Regions from separate parts of the Astyanax mexicanus genome. Here region 1 is linked to region 2. Evidence: chromatin contacts called from public Hi-C data. All regions are on one chromosome and are shown on one strand. The core of a region is the stretch at or near the end of the contact, and the rest is flanking DNA. Distances in the headings are between cores, read along the strand shown. Region 1 holds the start of ttbk1b (tau tubulin kinase 1b). Region 2 holds the start of ppp1cb (protein phosphatase 1, catalytic subunit, beta isozyme).

Region 1 (6,925 bases), core at 3,007-5,506, 460 kb before region 2:
TATCTAATTATAAGATAATAAGTCATTATTAGATACCATGCTATACTATGTATACTATGAGGAAGCAGTTGCTCCTCTCAGCCACTAGATGGCAGCCTTAATTGACCGATTCAGCAGATAAAACAGCTGCACTTTCTCCTGCTGAAAAACCCCACCTGAAGAGCAGCTTGTGCTGGTAGATGCCTTTAATGGCCAAGGTGGTTTAAAAACTGGTAATGCATAACATACCCCCATACTGGTAAGCTTGTTGGTTAGCCAGCTCTTGACTTGAATAAGAATGTGTTGCATTTGGCTCTGGTCATGCTGGTCAACCAGGGTCAGTGTAACATTAATCAGTTATTTAGTGACCATATCAGGCTAAATTAGAACATGAAGACTCAGTGTAAAACTTTTTTTCTGCCCATTACAATCTTAATTTCAGGAAAAAATACATTTGATTATACCATCTGATTTTTGATACGATATGCAAAAATAAAATTGAATCAAGAAAAGTATATTTTGGGAACAGACATGAAAACAGGAATGGAAAATTAATTAAAACCAGTTTCTTCTTTAATATACTAAAAAAAACTGAAATAATGAGGTTTTGTACCCAATGTTCTTTTTTTTTCTTGTGGTCCCAGGGACTATGACAGGACCTTCTTGAGGGTTATGACCTCCAAGTTAGCAACCTCTGTCCTATGACAAACTGCATTGATAATCCACATGTGACACTATGGATTAAGGGATGTCCCAACCATCTAGCACCCACCATCAGGCCTCATTGCAACTCTGATCATTTCACATTGATTTGCCATGAACACACTGGCTGGTGTTTAGATTCTGGTAGATGGGAGAATGGATTCAATTAATCAATAGCAGATTCTGGAAGACAGTACACAATCTATAAAAAACAGAAAAACAGATTTTTTTTTTTGTAATATTGACAAAAAAAAAAAATCAAACTACAGTTTAACAACAAAAAACATCTTATAATTTTTGCAGTGCTTCAGGAATACAGCGTTTCTTGTGGACAAGTTAATACAATAGCATACATTTAAAGTAACAAAATAGTTTATTTTATTCCAACATGATGGTACAAGCTTATTAACAGCAATATTATGGCTTAGAATAATACCTTGTAAACAACTTGTTATTAAAAAACAACAAAATAAAACATTTATCCCCATAAAAAATATGTTTTTGAGAACTGCACTGCAATGCAACACTGCAGTGTGTGCATAGTGTTTAAAGGTCTCAGGAGGGAACAGAAGATTGGCAGAACAGCTGAAGGTGACTTCTTATCCAGAGTTGAGTCCATCAAAGGGGTCAGAGGGGTCGAAGGGGGTCTCAGCAGGGCAAGGACACCATTGATTTCATGCGGCCTAAAGGACAAAATTTAAGATCATATTTTAGTGAAGTGAAAATGACCTTAATTGGGTCTTCTATTGCATTAAAGGGTATGGGTGAGCTGGCAGTGACCAGTTATTCTCAATTCCATGTAGCCTATGACAGTAGCTTTAAGCCAAAATGAGGACTTTACATGGAAGGAAATGAAATGAAATGAAAGAAATTTAAATGAAAATAAGAGATTTTTCCCAGTAGTCTTACATTTTAGAGCATTTATACTGATATATTCTTCCTGAAAGATTTATTCTGAGCAGCTAAAATGGATAGAAATGGAGATGCATGGTTTTCATTGGACAGTAGAAATATAAAAATGTAGAGTCTGAATTCCTCTTGAGTGACTGTTTTAACTATTTGAGGGTAATTACTGAACTAGTTTATTAAACAAAACATTTTTCTCAGGTTTTGTTACTTAAAAAAGTAATAAAATTTGATAGTGTGGTAAAACCACAAAACAAAAATATGTATTGAACACTGAACATTTTTAATATGCTAGCACATGCACCAACAAAAAAACAATGATTTAAAATCATTCTTTGGTATGAATTTCATTTTGTATAAGGCATTTTGTATAAGGCATGTTACATTAACATTGCACTATACAATATACTCTGCAGCCCCAATTCAGTTATATATAATTATTAGGGGCACAATATAATGTTGTATTGTTTCGATCATATTGTATTGTCTTGTATCAATATGTGGCATCAAATATTTATTTAAATAATAAACAACAGGGCTGTTAATTGGCTGTTAATACGATACATATATTGCAAGTGTTAAAATCTAATTTCACTGGGTTTTGTTTTTAATATAGGAGACTGGATGCATGTTGGGATGATAGGAAGTTAATGGGTGGAGAAGAAATTTGGCACTTGTTAAGGAAACAAGTTTTTGGTTTAGTTGAACCTTTTTTTTCCTCCCTTCTTCTTTCCGTTTTTGATTTCCATGTTAGCCTTTTCAATATTTGGGCCTTTGTACTGGCCTATTTGCCTATTACTTCATTACTAAATCTTGATGTATGGTTATGCATTTATACTGTGCAAGTTGTGAGTATACTTATATACTTATATAAATGCCAAGTACTTTAAAAACTCGATAAACAAAGTTTTAAAAATGTCAAATTTTAGGGGTGGGAGAAAAATATTAATATCTTGATATAGTGTATTTTTTTTTCGTTCGTGAGACATTATGAATACGTGGAGTTAGACGTTGAGCTTTTTAGAAACATAAGAGCTTTAAAGGCCCTAAGACTTACTTAAGTTACTGCCGCAAAGTGCCGTAGAGAATTGAAAACAGTATCGTGAACAATGTATTGTGATAATATCGTATCGTGAGACACCTCAAACACTGTGAACCCAGGCCTACAGTAAACAGTGACAACTGTACAGAGTGTAAATCTAAAACCCATAACAGCTTATTCACTAACATTTATGGACAGTTTTGTTGTTTTTAGTTTAGAACTCTGGGTCTTAATGGGACACAGCCCAGCTCTCACCAGGCCGGCAGTTATCAGACCTGACCCCGCAGGTCACGACAGGTCCAGCTTCTTCTGCGTCTCCGCCAGCTTGTCCTGGAGCCGTTTCTTCCGCCAGTCCAGGAACCTCCTGCGCATCCTGTTGGCCTGCCAGCCCGCGACGAAGCCCGTGGCAAACGAGACCAGGATAGCGACCTGTAACGTCCTCTCCGACACGTCGGCCATGTTCACCTCCGCAGCGGCACTCCAAATATCTCCAGCTGCTCCCCAGCGCGCTGCAGCGAACAGCCTGAGAGAGGGCGTCTAGCTGTGGGCGAGTCTCAAACGCCTTCTGCACTGACGTGTAGTGCACTAAAGAGTCTCGAGATGCCTTTTAGAGATTTCATTTCGCGTTTTAGTGTTCTAGATAGGGAGCAAGAAGCCGTTTGGGATGCGTCCTATAAAGGGCCACGTGATCAGGGGGACTACAGAAAGCCTTAAGGTTCAAACGCAACATCACAATCGCGAAAAAAATAATACTACTATTTAGTTAACTAGGTTATATATAGGTTATAAGTAAGAATGAAAATAGTTGTTTCATATAAGTAAAAGAACAAAAATATTTAATTGCACATTGTTTATTATTTTTTGCATCAATATTCACAACTGGGTCTGGGTTCTTATGGGCTAAAATTGATCACGATTATATCTCATTAAGACTGCATTCATGTGATGTTTAAGTGTTGTGTAATGTAATAATGTAAGATCATTTCTAGTGGGAATATTCTGATACCTGAGTTCCCAAGTTGAGGTGGCTTTAACCTTTTTACATGGCTAAGAACAACAGAAACAGTACTGCATGGTAAAAATATTTTTTTAATTTTTAACAGTGCAGCCACTGTTAATGGTTGTTTGTGAATATTATTTTATTATTACTCATTTCAAAATGACTACTCTGCAGTTTCCCCAAGAAGCAGGTGTGAACAAACCTTGCAGCCACCATTTTTCATGTTGCACAGTGTGATGTTAGACAATGCGGGGGATTTGTTGATCACATTTCGGGATACTCACAAAAGTTGTGTATGATTGTACATATGTCTTAATATACTTGCTTAGAAATCAGTGGTTTCAAAAACGTTTATTCTGATTTTTTTGGAGTAACTGTCTCATAAATAAACCCAAAACTGGATTATTTCAATTTCAATTCATTCAAACTATGGAAAAAAACATATAACATTATTTTGTAAACAAAATCTTTTCAAAGTGGCACCTCTTGCTTAGATGACAGCTTTGCCCATCTTTGCATTTTCTCAGTCAGCTTTATGAGGTAGAGTTAATGTTAATGTTAAAGACTTTCAGTTAACAGCTGTACTAAACTTGTCAAGGGGTAATTTCTTGAATTTCTTTCTGGATTATTTTAGGACTTTTGAAAGAAATACTGAAGAATTGAGCTGTGATGCTGAGTTTGGGAATCGGGCGCCTCTCCCGAGTTGCTACGCAACCGCCATGGTCAGAGCGGCGCGTGCGCGCGGCGCATGCTGGGAGGATCCGCGCGCTGCTGATTCAGAGCCGGAGCTGAGGAGAAGAGGAGGCAGGAGAAAATGGTGCAGGGGACAGCGGGGGCAGCGCGCGCGGCGGAATGATGCTCCTGCAGCCGGACTCGCGCTTCCACACTCCGCTACAGAGACTGCAGAACAGGTCGGTCGCTGTCTTTTACCTTTACCCCTCTCCCTCTGTCTGTGTGTGTGCCCGCCCGGGTGATGTCTTTATTAGCGGTGATGTGTGTGTGTGTGTGTTGGCAGCCTGTCAATAGTGATGCTGCACCGGACTGGACTGAAGGTGCAGGATGGTCATTATCTTTTGGCAATGGATTTGATCGGTTTAGGGCTTTGTTTTGTCCGTATTCGTCAAAATTGGTGGGCAATTAAAACAGTCATTTGTTTTTTTTTTTTGTACATTATTAATGCTGGATAAAAAATAATTTACATACATGCAACATAATGCAGTCATACGTCAGAAGTTGGTTTAAAAGTCAGCGGCTCTGTGGGATTTGTAGTTTTGTAGTAACTGAGAGTGGCGCTGTGACTCCGCTGTCTTCCCTCTTCATGGACTACATTTCCCATAGTGCCTCTCGCTCAGGTCTACAGCATTAGTGGGTGCCTTGTGACTTCTGATGATTGTTTGGCATTGAGCCAATGAGCAACGACCAAACGTCCCTTTTTTATTTTTTAACGCGTCCCATTGGTCCGCGGCGCGTTATAGGCGGGTTCTTACCCAGCTCAGGCAGCCCATCACAAGGGCAACGCCCATATTTGTGGCTCTCGCGCTGGGCTCCAGCTGCAGTGCGGACAAAACTGTATCGGCTGATGGGGGCAGTTTAACGTTGTGTTGGAGCACCTATGTTGCGTACTCGTTTGCGCAGTAGTCCATCATTGTTTTAAAGTCACTTAACGTTAATTGCTGCGAAGAGGTGACGCGTATATCAGCATCTTTATGCTAAAATGACCTGTTTTGCCTTTAGCCCTGTATGATTGTGAGTATGAAAGAATGTAATGTATTAAAATAAGCACTCCTCATTTTTACCTGCTTGCGTGGCACTTTTTTTAGGATATTAAACAACAATCCACTTGTTTGATTATAGTAAATATTTGAATAATAGTATTATTATTTCAGACTTTTCTGAAGGAAGATGCAGGCTGTCATTCCCTCATTCAAAGTGAGCCTTCACTGTCCCCACCGCTTTTCCGACAAGCCCCGCCTACGCCGCTACGATTGGCTAGTAATTCTCACTCACAAGCCATTGGCCAATAGGATGCGATATACTCCGCGCCAATCCTAGCGCATGGGGCGGGGTTTGTAAGAATACGGGTGGAAAAACAAAAAACCCTCTCTGACATCCACACTCTGAAATGAAGGTGACAGATAGCAGGGAATATAATAATTGCTAATAATAAGTATGGCTGGGCAATAAAACAATGTTTAATATATCGTCAGTACGCCTGTCAAGATAATTATTTTTATTGTACAATATATTGACACAACTGTAGTCATTTTTACTGACTTTATTATCAAACAATGTGTTTCCTTTCCTTTTTTGCAGTGACACAAATTCTTATATAATGCATTATACAATATTAATTCTGTATTATGCTTTATCATACTATCAGTATATCTGTGGCATAAAATGACCCTATAATGTCAATAATATATATTTTTGCAGTTATTTCTATCATGCAAAAAATATTTTGACACACGTAGTTGTCAGTGCTTTAAGCATATTGTCAAATTTCATATTTCAATACCTTTATTATGGTATGGTATAGCAGTTTTTTTTAAGTATCTGCTACGAGTGCATATTAGTCTGTGTGACAAACTTATGTGATAAATTTTGTGCATTGTGAAAATCATGAAATCACATTTTTCACATTATCTATTGTGTTTGGATTTGTTGGGCCAAATGTAGTGATAAAGAAGAAGCTCCCCACTGTAATTTAACTGTTTAAATTTAGATAATTGTAAAAAAAATATTTTTCTTTTATTTGGATCCCCATTTTTGTTGTGTTTTTTTAGTAATGGTTTCTTCCATCACTTTGAATTGAACTGCAGCCTCTCATCATGTCTGTGTACTTGATTCTCTGTTAAGGGACCTGCTTTCCGGACTGTCCTTTAAAAAGATGGAGAGAATAGTCATGGAGGTGTAGCTAGCATGCTCAGACATGGGCTGCAGCGGCCAAGCCCTTGGCTCTCACTCGCTGATATCTGATACCAAACAGACATCACACAAAGAGGACAGAAACTGGAGAAGGGGAAGGAGGGATGCTGGAGCTAATGCACTTACTAAACTACATATGCAGATGCATAAAAAGGTTGTTATAGTAAAATTAAATATCTCACTCTCATTGGACCTCAGAAACTAAGCCTTTTTCCTATTTTTGGCATTTTTATATGAAGCCTACAGAATGACTGAGAGTAACCCTGAGTCCATTTTTCTGGCCTGGCCTATTGACTGTGATAAAGCTTTTCTTCAGTTCGCCTAACAACAGAGCCTCAGTAAGGACTGTTAATTCTTATGTGCTAATCTGT
Region 2 (6,320 bases), core at 1,650-4,149:
CAAAATCCCTGTCTTATTGGAAATTCTGACTTGTTTTCAACTGATTTGTAAAGAATTTCCTTATTTCCAAGTTTATGTGAACATAAAAACATAATTTTAACTTAGCATATGGTTCATTTTGATGGTTTATATAAAGAAAAAGTTTTTAAAATACATTTTTAGCAAAAGGTGGACATTGTGAGATGGCAAAGGGGCTGACAATACCTCCTCCAGTTTCTGACAGCCTGCACATTACTGTCTATGCACTCACTGACTGCACTGATCATTCACTTGCATGCCTTGAGTTGTGGATTTTATTGGTATGTGTATGCTCCTATCAGTCATGTGAATGAATTCTTTCATTATGCAAAAGAAACAGTGATATGTGAAAGGTCTCATTCTTCTAAAATCCACTTTTTCTTGTTCTTTGTGAAATACTATAGGTCTCTCTGAGATTTTATGATCTAGAGCGGACTCTGGAGCTTCTTCGTGGTGAAACTGCCCAAGCAACGAATCACCAAGTCTGAGGTAAGAGTTTAGTAGCGTTATTTTAGCTGAAAGAAATGTTATCAATGCTGCAGAGGGAATTTGCGCTGCTGCAGAGAGAGTGGCTCTACTTTCACTCGCACCACAGCATTTAAAACTACTAATTATTAAATGTGAATGGGCCTCCATCAGATTTAATGATGTATGGGCAAGAATGTGGCAAATATATAGGAAGATAGCAAAGTGAAAATGGGTAAAATGCTCCAAGTTAATAAAGCCATCAACTGATTCAGATCAGGGAAATGAACTACAGGTGTGAAAACATCCTTAGAGGTTTTATTTAATGATGTGCACACAGTGTCACCACTGCTGAGTTTAGACTATAGCTATATTACGTTTTATTTATCGCACACACACACATACTGGTGCACTTGCTGCTCCTCTTCAAAAGTATTAAGATTTTAATTTAAAAAGCATCAAAACTACCCTACAATATATAATTAAAAATAAATAATTTAACCAAAGGCTTTATCTCACTACACAATTGATTTTGTTTCTCTCACAACAATATAGATAAATATCAGAATTAACATTTTTAAAATTTCTAAAATATACATATATAAATGTGTCACGCTTGCCAGACACAGATACTAAACACAGATGTTTATTAATAAAGGGAACAAACTTACAGCGAAAGTCAGAGACAGGCAGGGTCAGTAACAAAATGGCAGCAGTGGTAAACAACATACCAGGGAGAGAGCAGGCTAAACACGGGAGATCCAAACAAGAGAAGGGATAGACAAAAAAGAGTAGTCCAAAACAGAACTAAGGGTCGGCAACAATAAACAATGAGTATAAGGGCTAGGCTAAAGAGTAGACAAAAATACCCAAATCGGGTAGAAGAGCTAGTGACTAGATTAAATACCTGGCAACGAGGAACAGAAACAGGGAGGTATTTATACTAGCAGGATAGGTGAGTGTAATCAGAAGCTTGGCGAGTGAGAACGCCGAAGCGCCACGTGATCAGCAATGTCCGGAGGGTCTAGTGTTGGTGCATTCTGGGTCTAGTGTGTGTAATAGAGTTCATGGCAGGCAGACTGACAACTTCAGGACTGACAAAATGAATGTAGGATTTTTTAAATTGATTATATATATTTATTTATATATTTTTTAACAATTGTTAATGTCAATAAATATGTTAATATATATCTAATTAAAATCGTAAGTGTTATGTAGAAGAACAGGTACAATTAATCGTGATATTGGTATGAATAATCTGATTATTTTTTTTAATCCATTCATTCCACTAATTTAAATGTTCTCACGTGTCTTTTAGGAGAATCCTGTCATCAGAATGGCTACAGAACCCACAGGAGAATCTGCCACAATTGTAGACACAGTCGTTTCACTCACCCCTGACTACTCGGAAACAGCTCCCGTTGTAGACGCGCCCATTTCCCTCGCCCCTGACAGCTACTCGGATTCAGTGTCCTCGTGGACGGCGGTTCTGATGGCGGTGGGCGGCATGCTGGTCGGCGTGGCCTTCACCTGGCTGGTCATGCACAGCAGGAATCGGAGGAAGACGAGGAAAAAACAGAAGCTCAATCCTCCAGGAATGCTAAGAACTGCTCTATAAGATCACTTCACTTTGGCTTTACTTGAAAATGATCTTCAATTTGTAGAAATGTATAGGACAAATAGCAAAAATGTATAGTTTTTTAACAATTTATTCTGTTTAATTGTTTTGTCGTTGCTGTAATAGATGAAATGTGTTCCTCTGAATTAATGCAACATACCATTCCTGCTTATAATCTTTATAAACCATTCCTAACCTTTAAAAAACACTTTAATTGTAGTCATTTCCTCCTCTGCTGGTCCCTCACAAGTTCAACTGTGCTATAAACAAGGATGATGGGTATGTGTATTTTGCTGCAGCTCAGCCAATCAGCTCTCCCTCTTGCCCTGCCTCTAAACCCATACATCACCCAGTGCCTCTTCCAAACTACTTCTCCATTTTTTTTAGCATTTTCAAATTTGAGCTGAGGGTAGAGTCAGCTAAAATCAGGGCTTTTAGTTACCCTTTATTAATGTGACAAATTGTAATAACTTTTGTCAGTTAATAATTAGCTGAGATATTAATTAACCATTTAACAACATGTATTACTGTCGTAATTTATTTGTGAACCCTATTATTTGTGAGCCAAATTAACCCAATTACAAATAAAACGCAGATAAAGGGATGACTACACCCAGGCGGCGCCCAAAACCCCTGCAAGTACAGTGAAATCATAGTGGTGGTGTCCCATTTTAATATAGAAGCCCCTATTTAGTAAAGTAGTGAGCGACGCGGCCTTTGAGTCAACGCAGCAGCGGTTGCTCTAGTGTAGCCACTATATGTGTAGTGTAGTAGTGAGGGATTTGGGACGCAGCCCGTTAGGTTCCGCTTTGACTCTTATCGCCCCCTGTCGGCGCTGAGGGGGATAAAGGCGGCGGTGGAGTTGGGGAGTTAGTGAAGATGGCGGAAAGCGAGCTGAACGTGGACAGTCTGATCTCCCGGCTGCTGGAGGGTGAGCTTTTAACCGGGATAAGACTAATGTTACCGGCTTTTGATGAACTGGGATCTTTAAAGGCCGTTTCTCGGCGGTAGAAAAGCAGCTCGGCTCGGGTAGTGAGCGCGGGTAGCCGTTAGCCCGTTAGCTTTACCGGCTAGCTAATGTTTACTAACAGGAGTTCAGCTAGCAGCGCAGAGGAGCCCGGGTCCGGGGGCTGACAGGCGCGGGCTGGGATCAAAATTTGGGGCTGCTGGAGGCCAGAACAACCGGCGAATACTGTTTTATACGAATTCACAGCCTTCTGTAACTCTAAACACCGACATCTGTGTGTTTTCACAACCGCAGAAATTAAATAGGTAGGCTAGCTTGGTTACCGAAAGTGCGGAGCAGAAACGGTAACTAGGGTAGTTAACTAACGTACGTTAACTAGCCTAGTGAATTTGATTTGGCCAGTCTGTCAGTTCATTAACAATACGCGGAGTGATACACGGAGTGATGGGTATGTTATCTGGCTACCATAGTATTGTGGGAGGGAAGGTTTGGGGCGGCCCCTTATCACTAACGTTATTAGGTTTTATGGACCGCCTAAAGTTAAAGATACATTTTTAGACCTAACTATTTCACGGTCGGTTTACTAAAGTTACTAAATAATTTACTCAGTTTGTTGTTTTCTCAGTGTAATAAATACTTTTCTCTGTTTGTTAATGTTTTCTCAATAATTAAATAGTTCCCTCCGTTTTTTAATAAATCATCTCCTCAGTTTAAAAAAATATTTCCCTCAGTTTAAAAAAAAAAAATCCCTCAGTTTAAATAAATTCCCCTAGTGTAATAAAACATTTTTCCCTCGGTGTAATAATTCACTCCCTTGGTTTAATAACTTGTTCCCCCAGTTAAACAACCTGTTCCTTTCAGTTTAACAACTTGTCCTCTCAGTGTAAAAAGTCTTCCCTCCATGCAATAAATCATTAATAATTAATTGTTCCGTAATTGTAACTTTTTTTTCCTCTAGTTGAGGGCTGGTTTCCTAAAATAAATAAATATATATTTCTCAATGTATATAACTTGTTTCCTTTAATGAAAGTTTCCTTAATACAGCTGTTTCCTCAAACATATTAATCATTCCCTCAGTTTGTTTTTCCCTCAATTTAATAATTTTTTTATATAGCGGCCTGCTTAGTCAGTTTAATTTACTGTTTTTCAATCAAAGAAATTCTCTTTCCTTAAGTAAATTGGATAAAAGGTGTACCTAAATTGTACCTAAGTTTCTTCAATTTAAACAATTTGTTCCCTTAATTTAAAAAAAAGTTTCCTCAGTTTAATAACATGTTCAATTTAATACACTGTTTCCTCGAATTTGTCAGTTTAATAATCTGTGCCCTCAACTGATTTCTCAATTTACAAAATTGTTTCTTTAGTTTCCTTAATTTAACAGTCTCTTTTCTCAATTTCATGGTTAGGTTAATTTTCCTTTAATTCCATTTAGTTAAACTAGGAAAAAAATATCGAATTAAGGGAACATGTCTTTAAATTGGGGGAGTTGTTTATTAAAGCAGGGAATGTATAAGTCTCTCTAAAAAAATAAATTGTAATAACTATCAACATATAGGTTTAGAATCTACAATGTGTCCAGTTTTTTTTAATTTATAATGTTCTTGCTTTCTTTCTGGATCAACAAAGAATTCAGACCATGTTCTCCAGTAAAAGTAGCCCATCCTCTCTGATGGCTTAAATGTGACCTGGGCTTGACTCTAGAGACTTTATTTTAGATGGAAACTAGGTTACTACATAAACTGTGAATCTTTAACACTTAAAACAGCAGGTCTGTTTTTCTGAAGGAGTAGTGTGAACATGTGAAATTCTCACTGAATGTAGCAGGACAGTCTGGCAGTGCTTCGTCCAGGCATTGTGCTGACAGTCCAAACCATATGACACATGACTCAAGCTGGTGGCAAGCACTCTGCTGAACACACTGGCAGGTTTTAGCGAAAGAAATGTCTTATTAGTAAGTTGGTTAGATCGTGTTTGTGGGAAGTTGGGACCAGTGTTTACATTAACAGCATTTTGGCTTTTTATCTCCAGAATTTTCTTTGTATCTAGCGGTGTAGCGTTTCACGACTGGATAATTTGAATGGAATGTGGAAGACGACAGCTGTATTTGTCTTTTGCGTAATGTAGACTTGGGCTGAGATTAGAGCTTGGAGGCAAGGAGTGCCAGAACATGACTTGGCGTGACCGTTGCCAAAGTGGTGGGTTATTGGCTTATTGGTTTGGTGTTGGTTGTTCACACACAATAGATACATTTACACTGCGAGTAAATACAATTTTCTGAGCAAATCCGATATTCCGAAGGATGTCCACACCATCTTTTTAATGTGACCCATATCTGAAACCTGAATAGATTGCACTTTGTAAGTGGTACCCATGCACGACAGAGCAATGCTTCACGTTAAGTTTTGTTTTGATCCTTGTCAGAATCTCAGGATTTCAGACTGCAGCTGAGCTACTCACTGAGAATTCGCTCCAGCTTGCTGAAAAGGACACGTTATTTTGCCACAGTCAAGTTTTTATTTTCCTTTAATTTTCCAGTCAATTCATTAGGAACATTGTGTGGCTGTGATACAAGCCTTCTAATGTTATTGGAAGAAACACATCAGTTCTGTTTCCTCATTTTTCACCACCTATGTCCTCAAAACACTGCTTCTGTCAAGTTGTATTTGAGAATGGCAGATTTAATGTTTTTTTTTTTTTTTTTTTTTTTTTTTTTAAATTAACACACATAAATGACACACATGTCACATATGATGTAAAATATTGGCATTGATCCACATTTACCTGCTGTGTGAACATGGTTGTGGTTGCATTAAATTTTAATGTATTTTTTCATCAGACCTGGTAGGATGTCTGCATTTCTATTCACAATAGGGGTGTGCCATTTCATATTGTACGTAATATCACCAACATTTTTAATTATCATGAAAGATATTATACCCTGAAATATTGTGCCATATCACTCACCCTTAACTATCACATCAGGGAACTACATTTTTTTTTGCTGATTTTAGAAAAAGAAAAAAAAAAAAACACACTGTTCTCATTTCCCATTATATATCTACTAGAGACAGATTATACCAATGGCTGCTCTCTTTATGCAGCATTTAAAAATATCTGTTTATAAATAAGGATTAATCTACAATTACAGTTGAGACAGAAATCACAGCGTAATCCGTTGCACCCGTACTGCTGCACGACTTTCATGCAAAGGGGAGTCAGATTTCAGCACAACACCAATTTTTTTTTTCTTTT

The links. Hi-C and Micro-C count contacts between places; a contact is called where the count stands out from the background.
Region 1: a Hi-C map of blood shows a contact between it and region 2, with 6 times the contacts expected there. The contact joins the promoter of ttbk1b here to the promoter of ppp1cb in region 2. A contact is called at or near these places in 2 of 3 Hi-C or Micro-C datasets (blood and muscle).

The regions. Positions count from the first base shown.
Region 1 is chr14:42,782,643-42,789,567 of AstMex3_surface, reverse strand. It overlaps ttbk1b (tau tubulin kinase 1b), which reads left to right and starts at 4,256. Exons shown (of 15, transcript XM_022672640.2): 1 at 4,256-4,540. LOC111193175 (mitoregulin) reads right to left here and starts at 3,294. Exons shown (of 2, transcript XM_049463794.1): 1 at 2,885-3,294; 2 at 1,036-1,364. The coding sequence starts at 3,088. The coding sequence ends at 2,918.
Region 2 is chr14:42,324,382-42,330,701 of AstMex3_surface, reverse strand. ppp1cb (protein phosphatase 1, catalytic subunit, beta isozyme) reads left to right here and starts at 2,899. Exons shown (of 8, transcript XM_007257595.4): 1 at 2,899-3,032. The coding sequence starts at 2,981. It overlaps LOC111193179 (a long non-coding RNA gene), which reads left to right. Exons shown (of 3, transcript XR_002650305.2): 2 at 423-507; 3 at 1,802-2,309.